3 separate regions of the Mus musculus genome follow, and all the other regions are linked to region 1. A link is a contact called in public HiChIP or PLAC-seq and promoter capture Hi-C data. All regions are on one chromosome and are shown on one strand. The core of a region is the stretch at or near the end of the contact, and the rest is flanking DNA. Distances in the headings are between cores, read along the strand shown. Region 1 holds the start of Dram2 (DNA-damage regulated autophagy modulator 2). Region 2 has its middle 13 kb from the start of Olfr266. Region 3 overlaps Gm35507 (a long non-coding RNA gene).

Region 1 (4,148 bases), core at 969-3,468:
CTCACATGCTGAGCCATCTCACATATTTTAAGCCATCTAAAAGAATAGCTGTTTCAGTGAGGTTTATTCAAATACTGAGATAACAGATGTTAGGTTCCTTCCTAAGGTGGTCTTTTCATAAGGTGAGAGAGAAACTGTTCTCAAAATGTCAATTTTCACAACTGCCCAAACCGGTTCCCTTTTCAAATCCTGAAATCTATATACAAAGATGATACATTATCATTTCAAACACATGATTTTAAGCAGCACACAAATACTAGCCAATGAACCAACAGTGTCTGTGGCCTGAACACTAGAATGCAGCACTGTGAGCAAAATGTTTCCTTTAAGGACCTAATGCTTGAGATCTTTTATAATAGTGATCTATCAGCGGTAATTTTTAAAAAAAGTTTTAATTGTAGGAAGTCAATTTTCTTATTGTTTGGCACAGCATTTCCCTAACCCCTGGATGTTATCTTTTTTTAAAAAAATCCATAATTAACACTTTCTAATTATTGAGTTTCAGGCAAATTTCAAATTTCTGGGATGTAGTATTCTATGTGAAATATAAGTATAAAATACTATAACAATTCATAAATTGCAGTCATAACTACCCATACATGGCTGCATATAATTTTTTTGAGGTATTAAATACTTGTATGTGTTTAGGCTTTGAAGATTCTAGCTGTTTAAACTGACTGCTTAGAAGCAAGGCAGGGCTTAAAATATTGTTAAGAGTCTTTCGGAGACAAGTGAGAAACCAAAGTAGACAGGAAGAGTAACATGGAAGACTAACAACTGTCCAGTGCCTTCCCCTCCAAAAAGGAAACGTGAGAGCAGTCTCAGACCAACAGGATTACGAGTGTAATGTTTAACTATTTTATGGGTCAAAGCATTCAAGAACCCTTTTAAAGAGTGTTTGCATAGCAAACAAGAGGCCTTAAGTTCAATTTCCAGAACCAAAAAAGAAAGCTTTAAGATGACTTAAAAATATATAAGAAAACTTCACACAACAGTAAGGATATTTAACAAATTTTTTTGCATCTCTTACCCATCTCCTCTGCTTACTTTGAAGCTCCATGAGTCAGAAATCCAGTTACATTTTTTATTTTCATAAGCATTTAAAAGCCACTGGTAATAAAAAGAACCTTTTTAATGTTGTCTCTTCTAAGTGGTAATAACTAAAGAATAACAAAAGTGTAAACTCTGGATGTTCCAAGTGAATGAACAGGTGGCCCCAGGTTTTTTTCAGAGGCGAATAGAAATATCAGGCCACAAACAAAGCATAACAAGGACTATTTTCCTAAATTCTAATATGGCCTCTTGACAAATGTAACATTTTCCAATGGCTAATCTCAAAGCATCTAGTTTCACTGCCAATAAATTAAAATTTGATAACGCAGCCCCGATAGATTAAAAAAATGTTGCATTCGGTATGTAAATTAAAATTGGGAAAGCTGGAAAACTTATTCCTGTCTCAGTGCTTTACAAAGGAAAGCAGCTGTTAGGATTCCCAGGACTTGTGATTTCCTTTCAACTAGGGACCACTCCCTTTGAAACACAATCATGGGGTGGAGACAGAGCTCTGTGTAAACACAAGGTCACCACTGGTCTCAGTTTTGAACTTCCTCAGCCCCAACCAAGTAGAAATAAGGGCACAGGGATGACAAAGGGTATTAGGGCAAAGGTTTCCTTAGTTGATTCAACAAAAGCAACCCCTTGCACACACACTCCTAAGTCTTGTAGTACAAGAGTTTCACTGTCCCTGGCACCAGAAAAATATAAGGGACACCATGCTTGGCACGACGCATCGCTTGGGATGAAGTGGTGGTAGAGGTACTAAAGAAGAGAAAAAGTAGGACGCGGAGACCTCAGCCTAGTTGTCATCTCCCGTGATTCGTGGGTTCCCGGAGCTGGCTCGCGACTCTAGTCGTGGGTGTCACGAAGTTCACGGAACCAGGTGAAGCTACCGAGGTTCGCGTGGCTCGCGCGCCCGTGGGACCAAGGGGGCTCGCGTTGTGCCCTCGCTCTTGGCTTGCGAACCACACTTCGACACAGCACCCAAGTAGAAAACCTGCCGAGCGCCAGGCCAGGCACTTTTCCCCCTCCCACTCACCTTCTTTCCTGTCCCCGACCAGCCAGCTCCAGCCTCAAAGTGCAGAACAGGCCCACTGTAGGAGCCTGGGCGGAGCCCCGGGGCGCGCTCCCGAGTAGCTCGGAGGCGCGCCTCAACCTTTTCTGAGTCCCCCCTCTTTACGGCAATCGTGAAAGTGTCGTGAACGTGCTGCCGCCTATCAGTCACTCAGTCGCCTGGAGTCGGAGTTGCTATTTCTAGGCTTGTGCTTGTTGGGTTCGGGGTAAGGCTGCGGGGGCCCGGCCTAGGGAAGGGGCGGGGATGTTGCGGACGTGGCGGGGCGGTTTTGTCCCGGGAGGAGCGGAGCGAGGGCCGGAGGCTCTGGGCTAGACAGAACTGGGTAGCTGCGGACGGACTAGCTGAAGGGGAACGCCGTCCTTGCTGGCGCTGGGTGGCCTCGCGCGCGGGGTTGTGGGCACGGCGAGGGGCGACGGCCAGTCCCGAAGGCTCCGGAGTCGGAGGTGGAGGGGCGCCTGCGCGGTATGCGAGCCGTGGTCGTGGGAGGGAGCACCCCAGGCTAACCCCCGGTGAGCCGAGGGCTGGGGCGCTGGCTTCGCGGAACCGACCTTGTCTGGCGGGTCCACACCCTCCTGGCCCGGTGTTGCCAAGTCCAAGAACCGTGCAGCATCCTGTGCGGTCTTTGCTGTCCTTTTGGGAGGCGGTTAGTGATGTTTCCTGGCTCGGGCCACGCTTCTTGTTGGGCAACTTTTCTAGAAATTTCAACCCATATTGACAGGCTCAGAGATTGCCAGCTAGAGTTTTATTTCAGTCGCGTTCTTAGAAGGAGATTGCTGGGGTTTTTGCCTGTGTTCCCAGGAATGCTTGGCTGAACCTCAAGCTTTACATTTTACCGAGTTTGAGTTTTCCAGTTTGATGCTTGGCATTTTGATACCAGTTTTTACCAATGTTGTATCATTGCTGTTGAATATATGGCATTGCTAAAACTCTAACTCACCAGGCAACGTCTATTGCAGCAGGAGGCAAATTCATAGTCAGTTTTCAACGAGTATAGGAACTTTGTAAGTTGTTAGAATATTTCCTTTCTACTTTACAACTGTCAGGAATGTGTTCAGAATGTGTGTTGAATTGACTGGCTCAAACACAAGGAAACTGTATAAGACATTTGGAGCATTACCAATTTAAAACTATTGGCATTCGATGAGATTTGAAGCTTCAAAATCATTTTGCTACATATTTAGCCTATGCTGAGAATAACTGAAGTCCCTGTACAGCTGGTCATAAAGACACAACCCTTCCTTTTAAGAAACGAAGTAGGTAAATCTGACTCTCACATTACCAATTACATTTTATTGCATAGCACTTTCTTTTCTAAACTACATTTTGCTTTCTTCTTCTTCTTCTTCTTCTTCTTCTTCTTCTTCTTCTTCTTCTTCTTCTTTTCTTCTTTTCTTCTTTTTTTTATGGTTGGTTGGGTTTTTTTTCTAGACAAAGTTTCACTATGTATCCTTGGCTGTTCTGGTACTTGCTGTGTAGACCAGATCCGCACCAACTCAGGGATCCCCCTGCTTCTCTCTACCTTCTTAGTGCTGGAATCACAGGTGTGCACCACCACCCAGCTATATTTTGCTCTTTAAACTGGCTAGAAATGCTGGTGGTGCTCATTTTGAGGGCCATGCAGTGCTGTTTTTAAGAGAATATAAAAAAGAATACAGCTCTAGGCTTTTGGTCCCTCCTCCTCTGAAGTTATTTCCCCCTTTAAGGAACACACAATTTCACTTCAGCAAAACACCAGATCTAAGCAGTACTGTCTGCTTCTGAGTACAGAAAAGCCCCCCTGCCCCCAGACAAACATGTTTTATGTATCATTTGTTAAATAATGCTGAACTTATTCCTATGATCCTATTAATTTATTTATTTTTCTTTCTCTTGTTTTTCTTTCTCTTTTCTTCTATGGTCCCTTCCCTAATAGTCTCAGCCATTAGTATTTTACTTTAAGTAATGGCAGAGGTCAGAAAGCTGTATACCACTGAATCCCACTGAAATGCTTGTAAACATACTGTTGAATCAGTGCTGA
Region 2 (3,710 bases), core at 1,121-3,620, 260 kb before region 1:
CACTGCTTTCATTGTGTCCCATAAGTTTGGGTATGTTGTGCCTTCATTTTCATTAATTTCTAAAATGTCTTTAATTTCTTTCTTTATTTCTTCCTTGACCATGTTATCATTGAGTAAATTGCTGTTCAACTTTCACGTGTATGTGGGCTTTCTATTATTAATATTTTTATTGAAAATCAGCCTTAGTCTGTGGTGATCTGATAGGATGCATGGGATTATTTCAATCTTCTTGTATCTGTTGAGGCCTGTTTTGTGACTGATTCTATGGTCAATTTTGGAGAAGGTACCATGAGGTGCTGAGAATGAAATTATTTAGAATGAAATGTTCTATAGATATCTGTTAAATCCATTTGGTCCATAATTTCTCTTAGTTTCACTGTGTCTCTGTTTAGTTTCTGTTTCCATGATCTGAGCATTGCTGAGAGTGGGGTGTTGAAGTCTCCCACTGTTATTGTGTGATGTGCAATGTGCGCTTTGAGCTTTAGTAAAGTTTCTTTTATGAATGTGACTGCCATTGCCTTTGGAACATAGATGTTCAGAATTGAGAGTTCTTCCTGGTAGATTTTTCCTTTGATGAGTATAAAGTGTCCTTCCTTATCTTTTATGATAAGTTTTTGTTGAAAGTCCATTTTATTTGATATTAGAATGGCTACTCAATCATGCTTCTTAGGACCATTTGCTTGGAAAAAATTTTTCCTGCCCTTTACTCTGAGGTAGTGTCTGTCTTTGACACTGAGGTGTGATTACTGTATGTAGCAAAATGCTGGGTTCTGTTTACATATCCAGCCTGCTAGTCTATGTCTTTTTATTGGGGAATTGAGTCCATTGATGTTAAAAGATATTAAGAAATAGTGATTGTTACTTCCGAGACTGTGGCTAGTCCCTCCTGCAACCCTCTGTGTCTGTACTCCTGGGAGACCAGTTCTCTCTATGAGGAGTATGGGTATGGAGAGCTGTGGCATAGGGTCAGCTGTGGCATAGGGTCAGCTGTGGGTTGTAGACAGAAACCAGAAGGATCCTGTCTTTGGCTGTTCCTTGGTTCCTGTGTCCTGAGGGCTCTGGGCAGGTCCCTCTTGGGCCAGGAATTTGAACAGAAGTGGTAGTCTTACCTGTTCTCACAGGTGTGTCAGCATTTTTTGGAGACTAGTTCTCTTTGGGAGGAGTTTGGTTATGGAGATCTGTGGCACAGCATTAGCTCCAGGTACAGAGAGAAATCAGAAGGATCCTGTTCCAGGTTGCTCCTCAGTTCCTATTTCCTGAGGGCTCCAGACTGGTCCCTCTGAGCAGTAGTGGTGATCTTACTTCTGCTCATAGGTGTGTCAACATTCCTGGGAGACTAGCTTTTTCCTGGAGGTATTTGGGTATGGAGAGCTGTGGTACAGGATCAGTTCTGGACACAGACAGAAACTGGGCCCATGTTGCTTTAAATAACAGGGTTTTATAACTTTTATGACTGACTGCTATTTTATTTGAAGAATGCCATGTTGTTGTTGTTGTTTTTAAATAGATTCATCTGCTCATAAGCATTTCACTGGAAAGACAACTTCTTCAATAAATGATGTTGGGAAATTTGGGTATTTATAAGCAAAGAAGCAAAACCAGACATTTTTCACTCTATTAAGAGACAACTCAATTAGATCAAAGACTTTGATGCAAGAAAGTTGTGAAACCACTAGAAGAAAATCCTGGAGAAAGATTTCAAGACATTAGTATAGGCAGTGATTATTTTAGATAAGAGCCAAAAAGCACAGTGTACGAAAGCAAAAACAGGAAAAAAAAAAAAAGAATTATATCAAAATAAGAACTTTTGAAGAGCAAAGGAAACAATTAAGAGAATAGCTTTACATAATCCAGTTTTACTATGTCAAATACAAAATAAAAAAAAATACTAAAAACAAAGCTGGGCATAGTGGCACATTGTATATCTCCAGAGTTCTGAAGGCACAGGTAATATGATTGCCACACGTTTAAAGCCAATCCAGGGTAAACAGAAAGCTCTGTGCTACCTAGGACCACACAGCCAGAGCTTGTCTCAAAAAAAAAAAAATAAATAAATAAATAAAACAAAACAAAATAAACAAAACCAAAAATCAAGTTAAAACTTAAACAAAACAGAGCAAAAACTTAAAATATTTGAAAAATGGGCAATCTGAAAAGCTATTTGGCAATTGAAGACATACAAGTGGAAAAGTATATAAAACAATGTTCAAAGTCACAAATCAAGGAAACAGACGTTAGTACCATGGTTTGGTCTCATTTTACTGTAGCCAGAATGATTAAATTTAGAAAAGCCATTTTTTAAAAGAGGATGCAGACAAAGGGGAACTCATCAGCTGTTGCTGAAGAATGTAAATGAGCACAGTCACTATGTAAAATATACAATGTGGAAGTTCCTTAAAGAACTGAAAACAGAAGTACCATATATTTGAGGTAACCATCTCATTTCTGGGTATATATCTAAAGGGGATAAAGTCTTTCCATCTAAGAGACACTTGTGCACAAGTGTTTATCGTAGCATTATTCATAATAGCAAAGGCAATTAAGATTGTAGTCTTGTAAGCTTCTAGAAGTCTATATCAAGTTCATTCTCAAAATGACAGTAAAAATTAGCAAAAGTCTGTCATAAAGTGACCACAAATGAAACCTATGCTCTTTATAGACATTCTTTCTCATGACAAGAAACAGGATGCTGCCTGATGCTCTGTATGTTTGTGACTATATTTCCAGAGCTGTGTAGTCTGTTGCTGATGGATGAACTGAGGTTTCAATGTATAGTCAAGGTTGCTGTAAGGTCAGGACAGGGTTCAGGAAGAATATATCATAGCTATGGCTACCATCACAGGATTAGTTGTTTATTTGACAGTCTTATCTCTCTTCTTTTTTTGACATTAGGCAACACAGCATGGAAATCTGGGTTATATTGTCATCAGGTTTGATACCTCTTAACTATTCTCATGTATATGAGTCACAAGAAGATGGAAGCTTAATAAGAGAGAGTCACATTATCCTGTTCAAATACAAACAGTCTATAGGGCAAAGGGACCACTTCTTGTACATTCTGAGATCTGTCTGTCTTGCTAAGGAATAAGAATGCAAGATTATGATAGCCACTGGCTTTCCAAATAGCTGAGATCAATGACCAGTCTCTTACTGTTTTATTCATAGGCCCTAAACGTGAAATAAATCAGGAAGATTGGGTAGGTGTTATCTAAGAACTATATTGAGAATAATAAGTAACATTTTATCATACTTACAATTGAAAAAAAAACCTATACTCCTTACTTGGCTCAGAAACAGTTATTCCCATGGTACATAAGATGCTAAATGACATGTTAGATAGTTTTATGTCAACTTGGCACACCTAAATTCATCAGAGTAGAGGGAACCTCAACTAGGAAAATGACTCCATATAATTTGTAAGCCCAAAAGACATTTTCATAATTAGTGAGGGCCCAACCCATTGTAAGTAGTATCATCCCTGGAACTGTGGTCCTGGGTTCCACAAGAAAGAAAATGGAGCAAGTCATGTGCAGTAAACTAGGATGCAGTACTGTCCTCTGCATCAGCTTCTGCCGTCAGCCTCCTGCCCTGGGTGAATTACTGAACTTAATGATTTTGTTTTTTTGTTTTTTTGCTATTAGATATTTTCTTTATTTACATTTCAAAAGCTATCCCGAAAGTTCCCTATACCCTCCCTGCACCCTGCTCTG
Region 3 (3,894 bases), core at 908-3,407, 330 kb before region 1:
AGAGTTTCTCTGTATAGCCCTGGCTGTCCTGGAACTCACTTTGTAGACCAGGCTGGCCTTGAACTCAGAAATCTGCCTGCCTCTGCCTCCCAAGTGCTGGGATTATAAGTGTCTTTTTTTAAAAAATATTTTTATTATTACGTATTTTCCTCAATTACATTTAGAATGCTATCCCAAAAGTCCCCCATACCCCCCCCCCCCACTTCCCTACCCACCCATTCCCAATTTTTGGCCCTGGCATTCCCCTGTACTGGGGCATATAAAGTTTGCGTGTCCAATGGGCCTCTCTTTCCAGTGATGAGTGTCTTTAAGGATTGATTTTGACATATAGCTAAGCCTCCGCCAGTGTTCCAATGTCCTAGAAAGTCCTTGAGCCGACAGGGAAAAATAAAAAAGGAATTCAGTAAGAATTTTATCTATTCAGCAACATTCAAATTTACCTCTGGTAGAGACTGAAAAAAATCAGGCATTACTATTTACTCGAATAAGAGCTAGAAAGCTCAGGACTAGTCTACATAGTAATTACTTAGAACAATAGCCGAGTCACACCCATATACAGAAATACACAATGGCCTAGAAAATAGGTGGGTTGTGGTAGTATTATTCATGTAAGGGTTCATAGAACAGAATTCCCCTGTTGCAGGTTTTTTACTATGCCCAGAGGAATAGCATAATCAGGTATTTACTAAAGGACCCCTGGTGGTGGGTTTAACAATAGACTAGCACTGCATCAGAGCATTCATCTGGCTCCTGTGTTTAGCTGATCTTAACTGAGGGCTGTTCCTATTCTCAGTTGTAAACACAGCCTGGCTCCCGCTATCTTTTTATGTATGCATTTTCTTTGTTTTGTGTTGATGTACCTTGGCAGATGTATTCCCTTAGCTTTCTTGTTTTTCTTCTGTATTAAAAGTCTGGTGTTTGTTTGGAAAAAATACATTCAGATACACACTCTCTCTGTGTCCATGTCTGTTTGTCACCCCTGCCAACTCCTTGCTCTCCTGTAACTGGAACCTCGGATTTCTTCTGCAGATTTAATGTCTGCAGCATTAGATCACAGCTAAGAGTCAGCACCTGCCCTTTGAATGCATTCCCAAACCTGCACTACTCTGCAGTTACTCAAGAGAGGCAAAGCTAAGAGTTAGGATTGCCTTTTCTATCAGAGCTTTTGAAAATGACAAAAAGACAGGTATATGTCAGAAATCTTGGAAGTCTTCATATCCACAAGGTACTCTGTACAGTAGCTAGAAAAAAAAATAAACGAAATATTCAGTCCAGCTCATGGAATGTTTAGGAGAGAGTAGTGTTTCATAACAGTGACCACTCCCAAATTCTTAAGAATTTATTTACTGATGACTTAGAGAAACTTTCTAAATATTCAAAAATTCTGTACTTATTTTTTTCAAGCATAATGTGGAGTTTAGATATAAATTCAGAAGTGACACCCTAGATATAAAGATGGTTCTTTGTATTGTTCTAATCCTCTGAGATTATTTAGCACACACTTCTCATTGATAGATGGGTAGAAAGATATAGAACCCTTTATAGATTAAGTTTTTGATTTTATATTTCTTCACTATTTTGTCCTTGAGAACTATGACTATCCAACATACCTTAGGAGATGGTCCTTTCAGGTAGAGCTTTTGTTTTCACAGTGTTTTAAATTATAGTACAAATTATCTGAAGTTGGACCAAATGTATTTTGCATTATGCTCTGACTATGTTCCTCATAGATCCCTTAGCAACTGTTTGCTGTTGCAATAACTTTGAGAAGGGACCTTGCAAATCCTGTAAGTGTTGGAAGCATCCTGAGCCTTGTTTAATTCACTTTTAGAGTCTTGGAGTCTTCCCTTTTCCCTCCAAGATAAAGTGTTTCAATTTGGATCAAATATCTATAAACATTTCACACCATTTTCCAGCTCTTGCATTCTCTTTTTCCTACCATTTCATGATTTTCCTGAGCCTTGGAGAGGCTAATATGAATATCTAATTATGGCATCCCACATTATATGGCTGAGATTTGAACAACTATGCCACAGCATAAGTAATTTGTTCTCAGGAGCTGGTCTGGTCCTTGCATTTCCACCTCACTGTAGAAAGGGGAAAGGGTTAGTTTGGTGGTTTGAATATGCTTGGCATATGGGAAGTGGTGTGGAGGTGTGGCCTTGTTGAGGAAGTGTATCATTGTGTAGGTGGGCTTTCAGGGCTCCAAGTGCTCAAGCCTACCCAGTACAAAAGAGACAGTCTTCTGGCTGCCTTCAGATCAAGATGCAGAACTTTCAGCTCCTTCTCCAGCCTCCAGGCTTCTGCCCTGTTTGAGTTACTGTCCTGACTTCATTCAATGATGAACAGCAAAGAGGAAGTGTAAGCTTAATAAACTATTTTCTCCACAATTTGCTTTTTGGTCATGGTATTTCACCACAATGGAAACCCAACAAAGACAAGTAGGATATTGCTGTGACAGATCTGATCATGTTTTGGGGATGATTGGTGAAGGACTTTGAAACTTTAGGCTAGAAAAGCCATTGAGTGTTAAGAGCTCTGTGGGGTTGTAGGCCTATAAATTGAGTCTTATAGAATAAGAAAATATCTTCATTAAACCATATCCAACAAAGAGCTAATATCCAGAAGATATAAAGAACTCAAGAAACTAGACATCAACAAACCATATAACCCAATCAAAAATGGAGTACAGATCTAAACAGAGAATTCTTGACAAAGGAATCTCTGATGGCTGAGAAATGTTTAAAGAAATGTTCAGTGTTCTTAGTCATCATGGAAATATGAATCAAAATAACCCAGATTCTATCTTACAACTGTCAGAATGGATTAGACCAATTCAAGTGACAGGTCATGCTGACTAGGAATGTGGAGTCAGAAAAACTCCTCCATTGCATGAGGAAGTATAACCTTATACAACCACTTTGGAAATATTTTGTCATTTCTCAGAAAACTGAGAATAGATCTAACTCAAGAGACAGCTATATTAGCCTTGGGCATATATCTGAAAGATGTCCTACCATACTGGAAGGACACTTGTAATACTCTGTTCAAAGCAGCTTTATTTATAACAACCAGAAACTGGAAACAACCTAGATATCTCTCAACCAAAGAATTGATAAAGAAGATGTGATACATTTACACCTGCTAATTAAAAACAATGACATCATGAAATTTGCTGGCAAATGAATGGAACTAGAAAAGATTATGTTGAATGAGGTAGCCCAGACCAAGAAAGCCAAACATAGTATGTACTCACTTAAAAACCGATATTAGTCATAATGTGCAGGATAACCATGCTACAAAACACAGACCCAAAGAAGCTAAGTAAGAAGGTGGGTCCAAGCCAGGACTCTCTAATCTCACTGAGAAGTGGAAATAGATTAGACATTGGCAATGGGTGGAAGAAGGGGACTGGCTGGAGAAGAGGGTGAGGATGGGAATAGGAGGGATGAGGTGGAGTGAGGGTGGAGAGAGTTGTAGAAGACAACTGGAATGAGGCGGGAACATCTCCTGAATGAGCTAGAAACCCAGTACTATGGGAAATCTCAGGAATCTATGAGTGTGAACCATAGCTAAGACTCCTAGCAATGGGGAATATGGAGCTTGAACCAGTCATCACCTATAATGAGGCAAGACTTCTAATAGAGGGATTGAGTTCTGGGGGTACTGGTTAGTTCATATTGTTGTTCCACCTATAGGGTTGTAGACCCCTTCAGCTCTTGGGTACTTCCTCTAGCTCCTACATTGGGGGCCCTGTGTTCCATCCTATAGATGACTGTGAGCATCTACTTTTGTATTTGCCAGGCACTGCTATATCAGGGTCCTTTCAGCAAAATCTTGCTGGAGTATGCAATAGTGTCTGCATTTGGTGGCTGATTATGGGATGGACCCCCC

Evidence for each region. Promoter capture Hi-C pulls out the DNA fragments that hold promoters and counts their contacts. HiChIP or PLAC-seq counts read pairs in DNA pulled down with a chosen protein or histone mark.
Region 2: a contact with region 1 is called in a promoter capture Hi-C map of neutrophils, with 2.5 times the contacts expected there. The contact joins the enhancer-like site here to the promoter of Dram2 in region 1. A contact is called at or near these places in 5 of 39 promoter capture datasets (the 3T3-L1 cell line, the C10 cell line, neutrophils and 1 more) and 4 of 9 other capture datasets (adipose tissue, bone marrow-derived macrophages, liver and 1 more).
Region 3: an H3K4me3 HiChIP or PLAC-seq map of bone marrow-derived macrophages shows a contact between it and region 1, with 7 times the contacts expected there. The contact joins the enhancer-like site here to the promoter of Dram2 in region 1. A contact is called at or near these places in 11 of 39 promoter capture datasets (the 3T3-L1 cell line, 3T3-L1-derived adipocytes, the C10 cell line and 5 more), 1 of 15 datasets of contacts at CTCF or cohesin (pro-B cells), 4 of 115 datasets of contacts at active chromatin or transcription factors (bone marrow-derived macrophages, large pre-B cells and memory CD8 T cells) and 3 of 9 other capture datasets (adipose tissue, liver and macrophages).

Annotation. Positions count from the first base shown.
Region 1 is chr3:106,545,868-106,550,015 of GRCm38.p6, reverse strand. Dram2 (DNA-damage regulated autophagy modulator 2) reads right to left here and starts at 2,218. Exons shown (of 9, transcript NM_026013.3): 1 at 2,096-2,218. It overlaps Cept1 (choline/ethanolaminephosphotransferase 1), which reads left to right and starts at 2,214. Exons shown (of 9, transcript NM_133869.4): 1 at 2,214-2,336.
Region 2 is chr3:106,808,156-106,811,865 of GRCm38.p6, reverse strand. No RefSeq gene overlaps it. Among named protein-coding and RNA genes, the nearest start is that of Olfr266, 13 kb to the left of the region's middle. Within about 2 kb of position 2,370, at least 29 of the 459 cell types and tissues checked have an H3K27ac peak or open chromatin away from gene starts, as enhancers often do. A contact at or near this core is called in bone marrow-derived macrophages and neutrophils, where this site is marked.
Region 3 is chr3:106,871,359-106,875,252 of GRCm38.p6, reverse strand. The region is part of intron 2 of Gm35507 (a long non-coding RNA gene); the gene reads left to right. Among named protein-coding and RNA genes, the nearest start is that of Gm35507, 6.1 kb to the left of the region's middle. Within about 2 kb of position 2,157, at least 38 of the 459 cell types and tissues checked have an H3K27ac peak or open chromatin away from gene starts, as enhancers often do. A contact at or near this core is called in bone marrow-derived macrophages and macrophages, where this site is marked.